Regions from separate parts of the Mus musculus genome. Here all the other regions are linked to region 2. A link is a contact called in public Hi-C data. All regions are on one chromosome and are shown on one strand. The core of a region is the stretch at or near the end of the contact, and the rest is flanking DNA. Distances in the headings are between cores, read along the strand shown.

The links. A called contact is a pair of places that touch in the nucleus more often than the background predicts.
Region 1: a Hi-C map of Sertoli cells shows a contact between it and region 2, with 2.4 times the contacts expected there. The contact joins the enhancer-like site here to the promoter of Pappa in region 2. A contact is called at or near these places in 1 of 39 promoter capture datasets (the 3T3-L1 cell line) and 5 of 484 Hi-C or Micro-C datasets (MC3T3-E1-derived osteoblasts, Sertoli cells, embryonic fibroblasts and 2 more).
Region 3: a contact with region 2 is called in a Hi-C map of Sertoli cells, with 4 times the contacts expected there. The contact joins the enhancer-like site here to the promoter of Pappa in region 2. A contact is called at or near these places in 5 of 39 promoter capture datasets (the 3T3-L1 cell line, 3T3-L1-derived adipocytes, cancer-associated fibroblasts and 2 more), 26 of 484 Hi-C or Micro-C datasets (3T3-L1-derived adipocytes, the Patski cell line, Sertoli cells and 13 more), 4 of 115 datasets of contacts at active chromatin or transcription factors (the NIH/3T3 cell line, bone marrow-derived macrophages and embryonic stem cells) and 2 of 9 other capture datasets (embryonic stem cells and embryonic tail).

Annotation. Positions count from the first base shown.
Region 1 is chr4:65,202,435-65,206,490 of GRCm38.p6, forward strand. It overlaps Pappa (pregnancy-associated plasma protein A), which reads left to right. Exons shown (of 22, transcript NM_021362.1): 7 at 2,220-2,718. Among named protein-coding and RNA genes, the nearest start is that of Pappa, 80 kb to the left of the region's middle. Within about 2 kb of position 1,372, at least 12 of the 459 cell types and tissues checked have an H3K27ac peak or open chromatin away from gene starts, as enhancers often do. A contact at or near this core is called in Sertoli cells, embryonic fibroblasts and tail fibroblasts, where this site is marked.
Region 2 is chr4:65,122,766-65,127,000 of GRCm38.p6, forward strand. Pappa (pregnancy-associated plasma protein A) reads left to right here and starts at 1,409. Exons shown (of 22, transcript NM_021362.1): 1 at 1,409-2,182. The coding sequence starts at 1,777.
Region 3 is chr4:65,241,219-65,245,467 of GRCm38.p6, forward strand. All of the region lies in intron 9 of Pappa (pregnancy-associated plasma protein A), which reads left to right. Among named protein-coding and RNA genes, the nearest start is that of Pappa, 120 kb to the left of the region's middle. Within about 2 kb of position 1,648, at least 65 of the 459 cell types and tissues checked have an H3K27ac peak or open chromatin away from gene starts, as enhancers often do. A contact at or near this core is called in the NIH/3T3 cell line, Sertoli cells, adipose-derived mesenchymal stem cells and 3 more, where this site is marked.

The DNA.
Region 1 (4,056 bases), core at 122-2,621, 80 kb after region 2:
TCCTATGTGCCTATTTGGGCATAATGAACAGACCCACCTTATCCTTTGGAAAGCATTTGGTCACTCTATTGATTTTACAAGAAAACAAAAAGGAATGATGAGTCAAACAGATTTGTCATCTTTGTTCTCCTGTGGCTTCCCCAACTGATAGTCATTTTCTCCAAGGATGGGAGAAAGATAGCTTTATCCCTTGCCAATTCCAGGGAAAGCACATGAAGGGGGTGGAATATTCACCTGGCACCAACCACTGGAGAGTACTCTATAAACTCACATCTTCTTTTTATAAATGTATAAATTCCCATATTGATAGTTGTTGAGCAAATACTGAAAAATACCTACTATGCATAATCTCTACAGACCAGATACTGTTTTGACCAAAGGCTCTCAGCATTGAGTAAAATGGAGACAGAAATATCTAGTCTTACAAGATTTTTAATATGATCTTTTGAGTTAATTACTGACTAGAGAATGTTCTTAATATCCTGTAAACTGTTTTGGATAACGGATACTGGATTCAAAAGAGATCCCTGTATCTTCACAATCCAAAATTGGGAGTCAGAAATACATGGTATTGCAGAGTAAATAAGAAGACTTAAGTTAGTTGCAGAATTATTGTCCCTTTTCCTTAAAGCAAGAGTGACTTCTAGCAAGCATTTAATTAGTAGGTGATGAATCCAATCAAGATATAGTGGAGGAAATCTTGTAGCTATGATTATATTGTCTTGGTCAGCTGTTATTTATGAAAATGTTTTTGTGTATTTTCCATGTTTCCATTTGTTCTCTATTTCTTTTCAATTTGCCATCTCAACTTTGTAGCATGTTGATTCTCTCTTTATAAGAAAAGATAAGAATATAGAGGGTGGGGGCTGGAGAGATGGCTCAGCCGGTAAGAGCACTGACTGCTCTTCCAAAGGTCATGAGTTCAAATCCCAGCAACCACATGGTGGCTCACAACCATCCTTAATAAGATCTGACACCCTCTTCTGGTATGTCTGAAGACAGCTACAGTGTACTTAGATATAATAAATAAATCTTTAAAAAAAAAAAGGATATAGAGGGTGTTAACAACCTCCACTGCAATAACAGCCTCCATACACACATACACACACAACTGCATTTTTAATGCTTATGTTATCTTGAGTCCTGTTACATTGTAATATTACCACAAAGTATTGTAAGACTAAGGTTGCTTTTCTTCCTCTTTATTTAGAAGTATCCAACATACCCATCCCCTAAACGAACACTACTATCCAGTTATACTGACGGAGCAAATGATATGACTACTACTATAACTTCTCTTAGCTTGTCCTCACCAATGATCTCTGTCTCTCACTGAACTCCCCCGAGCTGTGATCACTTTTCTCAGCAGTACAAGAAAAGGGTTCTCTGTATGGGTGACCTCATCGGTGAAGAATTTATAAATTGCTTCAGACTGAGATCAGTAGAGAAGAAGCATCCTTTTTCTGAGGAAAAGTAGCAACATCAACTTTTTCTTTTCCCACTCCTCTGTCCTTGAGTGAAAGGAGACATAACTCAGAGAAGCACAGTGGTATTGAATGATCTCATGTAGGGAAACGGAGGAGTAGAGATAAAAGGGCCCCAAGTCTGACTTGTAGCTCTGTCATTTGGCTTAGTCTCCTCCCAGGATCTCTGAGTAAGACACGCATCCTCTCTGTTTTGCTCTCCTCTTCTGCTAGTTATTTTCTGGTGCTTCTGTTAAGTCTAAGCAGGATGTATCAACGTCGATGATACAACTGGAACTCTAATTTTAATGATTCCTGCATCTAGCAGGGACTTCATGGTATATACCTTTGTTCAATTAATTCAATTTTTTGAACCTTAATTACATCATTTAGAAAATGAATCTATTCAAAAATTAAACAAGTTCATGGGACACAAAGAGTGTTCAGAAAAATACCTCTTCTTTCTTTCTATATGCAGCACCGAAACCTCTCAATGGAAACTTAAAAAGGGAAGCTTCAGCATTTTCTTAGTAGTAAGACACTTGAACTTCACTTCCAATGTTGGGTGACTCCTCTGAGATCTGTTATGCGGGGTTGGGGGATGAGCTGAGTGCTCTATATACAGCAGATTTCCATGACACTAGGAGTTACTCCTTTATCCCTAAGTTCTCATCAGACATATCTTTTTCTGGGTCTGTGGGAAACTCTGAAAACCAGAATGTAGCAAGAACTCATTTGCATCTCTTTTCGATATAGGTCACCCAGATGTTGAACAGCCCTGTAAATCCAGTGTCCGAACCTGGAGTCCAAATTCAGCTGTCAACCCACACACAGTTCCTCCAGCCTGCCCTGAGCCACAAGGCTGCTACCTCGAGCTGGAATTTCGCTACCCTTTGGTCCCTGAGTCTCTGACCATCTGGGTAACCTTTGTCTCCAGTGATTGGGACTCTAGTGGAGCTGTCAATGACATCAAACTCTTGACTATCAGTGGAAAGAATATCTCTTTGGGTCCTCAGAATGTTTTCTGTGATATCCCACTTACCATCAGACTCCGGGATGTGGGTGAGGAGGTATATGGCATCCAAATCTATACTCTTGATGAGCACCTGGAGATTGATGCAGCAATGCTGACCTCCACTGTAGACAGTCCACTCTGCCTACAGTGTAAACCTCTGCAGTATAAAGTGCTTCGAGACCCACCTCTGCTAGAAGATGTAGCCTCATTACTCCACCTCAACAGAAGATTCATGGACACGTAAGTGCATTCTCCCTCTCAGGAGCTGATAAAATGGGTGGGCTGTGGAAAGATGTGGGGAAAGTCAGAAGGTCTTGACCGAAAAGGAGAAAGTTCATCTCCATCAGACTTACTTCTAGAGATTGTATCCCAGTGCTGAGTGTAGAATTCATGTTAATAAGGCAGAGTTGATATAATAGGAAGGGCCATGGATGGAGTCAAAAGGGTCAGAGGTGAGGACAGTCTTCTGTGATATTCATTTATCTCTCCAAACCTTGGTCTTTTCAACAGCAAACAAAGGAGAGTGGATGGGATTAACAATAAGTCCTTTATTACTAATGAAGATTACTCTTCTGATAGAATAGAACTTTGCTCATGATTTATGTTTATATAAGTTTGAAAGAGATTTATGCATTCTGATTTTTTCTCCACTACATGAAAATGTTGGGTGAAGTGGCAGCTTCATAGGGACTTGGGCACATGCCTGCACAACCACATAAAAACATTCCTAGACACTGAATCTCTCTAGTCACAGTCTTTCTGCTCGTTGTAGTTCCTGAGGTAGGAATGAGTTCCAAATTTCTTGGATCACTAAAGACCTTACAGCTGTAGGATCCACAGATGCTTTCGTGAGGGAAGAGATATTCACTATGCTGCTTGATTTTAACATTCAGTTTTTAAGCCCTTTTCTGCCATTTTCTTTACATCCTCATGATATGTGTCTTTTAAAAGAGAAAAATGCCTGCAGTGAAGTCACTAGCATTGTGTCTGTCTGTGTGTGTTTATCAGTTTTCTGCTGTTGGGACAAAAAAAACATCATTGTCACTTGGACATTTTCCTACCTACCATTGCTAGAGCCAGGATAGTATATTATACTACCGTGCAAATAGTAGGATGGAGATGCTTGATTTATGCAGTCCCGAAAATAACGAGAGAGTTTCATTTTTATCATAGGGTCCATTCTCCAGAGATCAGTAAGTTTATGAATCCATGAATATATTATTCTTCTTACACAATCAAAACCTTTATGATCCAATAACCTCCCAAAGACAGTCACCTCTGCACTTCACTTCAATGGGAGCTAAAGCTCTGATACATGAACTCTCCTGTGGCATTTAAGATCCAAACCATAGCATCCTGTCCACCCAGCAGAGGGCTATAATAAAGGCAGGGTCACTCATTCATCTCATGCACTCTACAACCACAGCCCTACAGTCATTATCAATTTGCAAAGAAGGGGAAAAGAGGCATTCAGACATGAGGTCACTTGTTTGGAGAGTGGTGAGAAGGAGATTGGAATGTAAGCCCAAGTCAGTGGGTCCAACTTACGTTCCGTCAAAAGATTTGCTCTAACTTCTA
Region 2 (4,235 bases), core at 159-2,658:
ACTCTGAGGAAGGATCTGGAACAGCCCGTAGGATAGGAACACCACGGGAGAGCAAGTCAATAATTAGTAGCGTCAACTTCACCTCAGTTTTCCACCATAAATTCTACCTGGAATGACATCTTTTTATAGAGATACTATTTGGACAGGCTAGCAAAGAACTAATAAATTTAAACCACCATGGCTAACCCATTTTGACTTATTAAACACTCGAGGGAAAGAGAGCTGTTTTGCCATAAGGGGGAGCTTTTGAGTTCCATAAAGAGGGGGAAAGGAATGAATATATATATATATATATTTCAGTTCAAAACGTAGAGCCACAGGGGCAGCAGACTGTTACCTGCTTACCTGTGCTTGGCCAACATTAGGAGAACTTGGATTGTTTTTAAGCTGAAATTGGGTAAATTCATATTTTCCTACCATTTATATTCAACAAAAAGTATATCTAACAGTCAACTGAATGATGTAGGATTGTTCAGGGGCAATGATGGGGGACATAGCACTGGTCCACTGTATCTCCAAGGGAGATGCCCTGCAAACAGTTCTCTGATGCTCTGTTCAATCTATACGGATTTGGGAATTGACTTTGGTATGCTGAAGCGCGAAGGTTAGCATTGGGGTCTCAGGGAAGAGAGAACCAACTTACTACAGTATAACTTTAAGAAAATGTGGTGAGAGGAGAAGGAGAAAGGCAAAAGAGACAGAGAGAGCAAGGAGGAGAAAAATGGGAGAGGGAGGTGAAGGGAGGGGGACAGAGAACAAGAAGAAAAGTGGGAGAATGAAAGAAAGAGGGAGGGAGGCAGAGAAGATGAAAAAGAATCTGAAAATCAAGTTTCAACGCTTTGTGTATTGTGAAAAGAGAGACATGTAACAGCAAAGGGCAAATGAGACCCTGAAAGACAGATTTTTCTCTCCCGCCACGAGGCAAAATAAAAAATAAAAATAAGGGGCGGGGGTAAAGGGAGCAAAGCAAAACAAAACAAACCAGAACGTGTGTTTTGAGTCGGAATGCGAAGAGCAGGGAGGACCGTAAGGGGGTGTGTACAGAATTTCATTAAATTGTTACTTTAAGATTGTCTTCTTAAAAACAGAAGAAGTAGAAGAAGAAAGAGGGGGTGGAGAAGCTGAACCGAAGGAAAGGAGACAAACGGCAAAGTAGAGGAAGGCTGGGTGGATCGGCCTCTCCAAACCGATTGATTGGTCATGATCCCCGCAGTTTGAACAGGGACTCATTCAATTGGGAAGGTGGAGTGCTGGCGAACAGATTAGCACACGCTTGTTTACTCGTCTTCTAAGGGATTTTTTCCCCCTCTTTCCTTTCATTTCGTGAAGAAGGAGGGAGGGGAGGGGGCGGGGGGGAGAAGGGGGCTGTGGCTTGTGTTATAAAGGACGCAAAAAATAAATAAATGAGAGCATCTTGGGGGGAGGGAGGGAATTCAGCCGACCAGTGTGTTAGAGGAGATTTTTTTTAAGAGCTAGAAATATATAAAATAAAATGAAATAAAACAAGGAGGAAGGCATCCAGCTGTTAGAAGGGGGGATAAGGCAGATAAAGGAGCGGGGAGAGAAATTAATTGCCAACCAGGAGGAGTTGGACTGTATTTTTGAAAGGTGGGGGGAGTGGAGCACACACCTTGAGGAGGAAAGCGAGAAAGAAAAGAAAAAAGCAAGTGGAAGGGGGGCTCGCACGAGAAAGGAGGCAAATAGTAGTGCGAGCTAAAGCTGGCAGCTCCGGGCGGCGGTGCAGGGGCGCAGGGGGGGCGGGGGGGACCGTCGGACATGCGGCTCTGGAGTTGGGTGCTGCGCCTGGGGCTGCTGAGCGCCGCGCTGGGCTGCGGGCTGGCCGAGCGCCCCCGCCGGGTCCGAAGAGACCCTCGGGCCGTGCGCCCCCCGCGCCCCGCCGCTGGACCGGCCACCTGCGCCACCCGGGCGGCCCGCGGTCGCCGCGCCTCGCCGCCGCCGCCTCCGGGCGGTGCCTGGGAAGCCGTGCGCGTCCCCCGGCGGCGGCAGCAGCGGGCGGCGAGGGGCGCCGAGGAGCCGAGCCCGCCTAGCCGGGCGCTCTATTTCAGCGGGCGAGGGGAGCAGCTGCGCCTCCGGGCCGACCTGGAGCTACCCCGCGACGCCTTTACACTGCAAGTGTGGCTGCGAGCCGAGGGTGGCCAGAAGTCTCCAGCAGTGATCACAGGTAAGGAGAAAGGGGTCCCCCCTGTCTGGCGGACCACCCTGCGGGTCTCTGCAGGCCCCTCCTGGGTTCTTGCGGATGTCTGGGGTGCAGGTGGCGGGTGGGTCTGCGGGAGCCGTCCCGGGAGCAGCACAGGGAGTAAGGAAGAGAGACTCTCTTTAACCCATCTGCGGAATGGGCGCGCTGAGAAAGGATGCTGCCCGGCCTCTGGGGAGCTGCACTCGGGAGCTCCTCGCCGGTCCAAGACCAGGAGCTAGGGATATAGCTGATCCCCCGGGAACCCAGAATACTTAAGTGGTGCTGGGGATGTACAGAGAGACTCTGTCCGGGTATGGGAGAAAAGGGTACAGGACCCAGATGGGTTGCGTGTGAAAGAAGTGTAGGAAACGGTTCATTTCTCTTTACTTTTCCATAGACGCAATTCTCCAGTAGCCTGGCTACCCTCAAAGTAGGCATGGGGCAGGTAGTTTTGATTGCCAGACTTAGAAGTCCTATAACTACCCCAAAGTTGCTCTCTGCCCGAAGCTTGCCTCTGGGAACCACCACCACCACCATAGCCACCCACACTGCCTCTCTGGGTCCTTGCTTTTAAAGCCCGTTGCCTGTCATTCACCGCTGGGTCAGACCTTCTTAGCGCACCTCTGACAGCCTACCCCAGACTCGGCTGAGAAATGGGGCGCTTTTCTCTTTGGGGACTTTTATGAGCCCATACTAGATTTAAGATCTCCCTCCTCACCCTCCCTCTCTCCCCTTCGCTGCTCCACAGCAAAGCCCATAGTGAAACCGGACACTTTGCGAGGGCTGCAAACCTTCCAAACGCCTCAACATTCATTTTCCCTTCTAAATGAATCTGTGGAAATGCCTTTAATAAAACGAGGGGTGGTGGAGGGGGCGGCGCAGGAGAGAAGGAAAGTTTTGCCTCTTCTGTCTGGGAGATTCCCTCACTGCATAAACAACCTTGCCGTGTCCTGGGACGCCTTAAAGCTATATTAGGGGTTCCCCCTTCGCTGCAACCTGGGAGCGAGTAGAGGGTTTCGTGATCCCACCCCTTACACACCGCTCTCAGGCAGTCTGCGGCTGTTTTGCCTTGGCATAAACCTTTCTGAACACTGCACCGACTCTCCCATTTACCGAAGTCCCCTTCAGGGAACCCAAACTCTGCTACTATGCCACTCAAATGTATCCTCAAAGCTCCCACTTCCCAGCTACCAAAGGAGAGTGAGAACGACTACACACACACACACACACACACACACACACACAAAACTGACGTCATCGCTACCACCACCCCCTCCCTCCGAAAAGGAGAGGGAAACGGAGCGCATTCACTTTCAGCTCCCAAACCCTTGTCAGCCAGAGGAGGGTACAACATGTAACGAGAGACAAGATTCAAAATAGTCATGAAGATGATGATAATTCAGGTCTCTCTCTCTCTCTCTCTCTCTCTCTCTCTCTCTCTCTCTCTGTGTGTGTGTGTGTGTGTGTGTGTGTGTGTGTGTGTTTGTGTGTGTCTGAGTGTGTCTGAGTGTTTTCACTTTCAAAGCACAGCGGTTTGCTGCTTGAAAGTGGTTAAGAGATGGGTAGGTTTGGTTTTGCTGCTCTACCTGTTGTGTGGATGATTCGGAAGGGATCCCCCAAGAGAGGAAAGCCCGGGGTTGTAAAGATAGTGGGTGCATTTAATATATACATGCATACAAATCTTTGTCTCACGGGATTGCATTTGCATTTGCACAGGCTTCTAAGTGTTTCAGACCAAGGTCTTTCTCCCTTCCTGGTCTCTGGAAGACTTACGTGTACGTAATCGACTCGCACAATTGTTGCAGTAAAATACTTTCATTGGATCGGTGATGCTAGGTTATTATTGCTCCTATAAAATGCCTGGTTCATTTTATGCGTGGAAATAACATTCCTCACAAAACGGAAGAAAGAAAAAAACAAAAACAAAACAGTAAGTAGATAAATTAATAAATAAACGGCACGACTGCCATGTAGCCCCAGAAAGCCTGGAAGCTGTTCCCCGGAGAATCTGGTCGGTTCCCCCCCCTCCCCTAGTTGA
Region 3 (4,249 bases), core at 398-2,897, 120 kb after region 2:
GGAGGATAGGCCGCTGTGAAACTGACTTTCATTCACACCACAGCTTGTACATACCATGTTGATGAATACTTCTTATTAAAACAAACACCACCCAGAAAAAGTAAAAAGACCTGGAGCTCATTTGTGGCAGATATCTATCAATATTTTGAAGTGTTACTTTCTGAATCCTGGATTTGGGAAATCAAGATCATTTTTTCAGTAGGGTGGAGCCCAATCCTCATTAGAGCACTAGATAATATCCAATCATCTTCCCGAAGTTACTCTGCAGATTGCGTGGGGACCCACAACTTACCTTCTAGGCTTAACTTCTACCTCAGCAGACAACCAAGCCACAGGTTGGATTTTGAAGCCATATTGAACCTATTTTGATGATCATTCATGAAATGACAGTATCCAAAGTACTTTAGCATCATAGCTGAGGAAACTAGAAAGGTGTGTTATTTCTTATGGAGACTAAGTACCTGGGCCAGAGCAGCTGCCATCTGCCTGAAATTCCCCTCAGGGAAAGCCATTTCTATTCTCCCGCCCTATGAGAGAGCCCTTCATCACTGAGTGTTTCAAATAGATCATTTATTTCATTTATTTTGCTCAAGCTAACCAAAACTGGTTTCTGCTGATTATGTATTAAAATCCTAACTGAAAACTCTCTTCACAAAATAGAAAGAAGTTTAGAAGCATTTCCTGAAACTAGACTTTCCTCTCTCATGTAACTGTAGGGAGTCGGGATTCTGTGGAAGAAGAAGTATCAACCAGAGCAGTCCTTTAGGGAGCAGCATAGTACTAAATGGGGTGGCCCTATGTTGTGCAGCTTTATTCAATATGAGCCTATATGTGGCTCGTATCCCAGATATGAGATCTAAAATTTATTAGGATGTCTCAACTGGCTCAAGGTTCCAAAGGTATGGTGCTCCCTCCAAATTGAATACAGGACCCTGCTTTTTCTCCTCCAGAGCTTTGCCATTGGAATGGACTTCCTTCCTTCCTTCCTTCCTTCCTTCCTTCCTTCCTTCCTTCCTTCCTTTCTTCCTTCCTTCCTTCCTTCCTCCTTCCCTCCCTCCTTCCCTCTCTCCCTCCCTCCCTCCCTTCCTCCTCCTTCTGCTTCTCTTCCTTAATCTATGTCTTCCTCCTCCTTCTTGTCGTTGTCCTCCCCACTCCTCCTCCTCCTCTTCCTCTGCCTTTCTTTGCCACCCTTGTCATCACAGACCATTTAGAAGGGCTGTTTTCTCTGGGCCAGTAACAGCAGTGTGAGGGTGGGTGACAGATTTATGGGGGCATTCCCCTTCACTTTTCAGAAGCCCACACATCCGGAAGTATTCCCAAGGTGCCAATGTGTTATTGTGCAACACTCTGGTGACTTCCCTTTCCCACTTTCCCACCCCCAGTGCCCTAGTCCCCCAGTACATAAGTTTCTTATTACAACAAACACCACCCACAAGACCTCTTGAGTAATGCCGACTGCATTCCCCTTTGCAATGTGGAAATTATCTTGTCCTTTTTCGGCTGTTTAGAACTATAACACACACCAGGCCTGGGGTTTCCTTTAGAAACCATGATATCAGTGAAGTGATAACTCCCCCAGCAGGCTCTGGCTGGAGGCATTGTTCAGCAGCTTTGGGGAGTCCTCTCTAAGGCACTGAGTCATAAATGGCAGACAGGCTGCTGATAAAAGCTGAAGGAGGGAAGGTCAAATTAGTCAGACAAAATGTGCAGGATCCCCTAAAGGGCTTGCAGTTAGTCATAGATCTTGAGCCAACGCTGGAAACATGATCATTTCAGAGAGGACATTTAAGCCCTTACAGAATATGCAACTCTGGGTGCCTTTATATTTCACACTATGTGCTTCACGATAGTCCTGGATAGTTCACTTCTTGTCCTGGCTTAGTGGTAGACCTTGTGCGGTTCAACATCTTGAAACTCGGTTTTTCCCTTTGTGAAAGGCTCTTTTTGTTTTCAAGATCCACCTAATACTGAACATCCTTCATGGCTTGAGGAGATTCAAATTTTGCTGGATGCTGACATAGAGTCAAGAAAACAAATTCATAGAGACTCCCACATCATATCTCTCAGGACTGCAGGCACCCCCCACCATGTGTCTCTTTCTCCCAGCTCCTCTCCCCAGCAGCTCTCAGCCTCACTTTGTCTCCCATCCCTGACAGGGCATCTCCACCCCAGTGTTAGAGCCAGGGCCAGTAACTCAATTAGCACTCCCTAAAGCCCAGTGCCCTCCCTCTCTGTGTGGTAGATACACAGTAAGGGGCTGAGGATCAATCTGCCTGGCCACTAAGTTGCTGGGAGGGCAGGGGGTCACCTAGCCTATGGCCCCTCTGTCAGACCATCCTGGCCCTGACTGAAGCAAGGCGAGAAAGGAAAACAAGAAGATGAATCGTTGTGTCTTCTCAGTGGATATGCCTAGGAGAGTTTAGAACAACAATGACTAAAAAAGAAAACAGTATTTTAGGCTGGAGAGGAGGGAGACAGGGGCTCTGCTGGGAGCTGCATTTATTATTATTTTTCTTTTTAACAGTACTTTCTGTGTAACCGTAATGGAAGAATCCACCTCTCATCTTAGGAAAAAAATAATTTGAGAAACGAAATCAAACATTCCTCATTGCCTAAATTCATTTACAGTTCCCTCTGTTAAAACAAACAAACAAAACATCTCTATATATTGTAACTTTCCCTTCCAAGGCTTTCTGGAAAGAATGCTTTCCTTGACTTAAAGATAGGCCTTTATACAGAAAATAAAAATAAAGTTAAAAAAAAAAGAGGAAGAGATGGGGATGGCCATGATAGGGGTGGCAACGATGGTGATAGAGTCAGGATGTGCACAGCACAAACAGAGCATCAGATGGCATCGTAGTTACCAACACGGCATCTGGCTGAAAATCTGATGCAGAAGCTATATAAACCTGTGCCTCAGTTTTCATCAGCAAAATATATTAGTTATTATTGTTACTACTTAGAGTTGTGATAAGCCAATACAGTTTCTGATCTGAGCCAGGTAGTTTACCATGAGTTTGATCCCCAAAGCAATACAAGTGGAAAAGGGCTCATTTATGATCGGTGTTAAAATAGTGACACTTAGTAGTTTTAAAGGAGTATACATTGTTTTCTTTCATGTTTTACTAGCATGGTTCATTAAAAATTTTACCAGCACTCCCAGCAACTCTAAAACATTACTAAAGTCATCACCCAGTTTGATAAAGGATAAAATTGTAAATCTGAACTATCATGTGCATTGCCCAAGGTCATACTAGATTAGGAGAAGTGGAATTTGCACCAGGTAGGTGGGCTCATTAGGCAGGGCTCCATTTGTTAGATGCCTAATTCCACCAATATTATGCTAAAAAAATTCTGAAATGTCACATATCATTCAACCTTCCAGAGTAGCCTTACACATCTTGCTGACCAGAAAATAGAGGCACTGAGATGGGCTTGAGCGAATTGTCTAAAGTCATCTCACCAGGTAGGTCAGAGAAGAGAGTTCAAATAACAAAGATTGTGTCCCACACCTGGATAAAGTCTTGAATGAGCAGGAGAGTATTATCTGGTCTTTCTGTTTGTTACCATTGAGTCCTAGAAGGACAGAAAGTAAATACACACATACACACACACACACACACACACACACCTTGCTTGTGTCTTTGCCATGCCATATTCACGACTACGAAGAAACAGAAACAAAAGCAAACAAAACAAAAACACGACTCAGTGATGGGACCCTTGGTTCTCAAGTCTTCTCTTTTCCCAATTACAATAGCCAAATTGCTTTCTAACATTTAACATAAGGAGAAAAGAGCACTCAAGTGGATCCCAGTGTCCTGGTTGCACTGGGGAGCTTGGAGCCTAAAGCTGCTATCTGGGTAGCCATGGGTACCTCTCTGCTGCCACCCAGGCTCAGTTTTCCCTTCTGGGAACTAGACAGCATTTGCAAGGTCATAATTCTCTAGCGTACTGAGGGTAATTCAGTGCAGCTCTTGGGCTCATCCTCTTCCTCCCCCTGAATCCTAGAATTGACTGATGCAGAAGCAGACGGTGCATCTGTGGCAGGGCTGGTTCTGAGCCCCACCATTGGATCCTGACACCAAATGGCTCTGGTCGCTACCTTTTTCAAAGTCACGAGGCCTTCCCACACACATCAGCCTCAAGTGGTGAGGATGAGTTAGATGAACCCCAAGGGCCTTTGGAGTCTAACTTCTAGGATTAAAATCCTGGGTTGTTTTTGTTTTAAAAAACTGTGTAGTTTTAA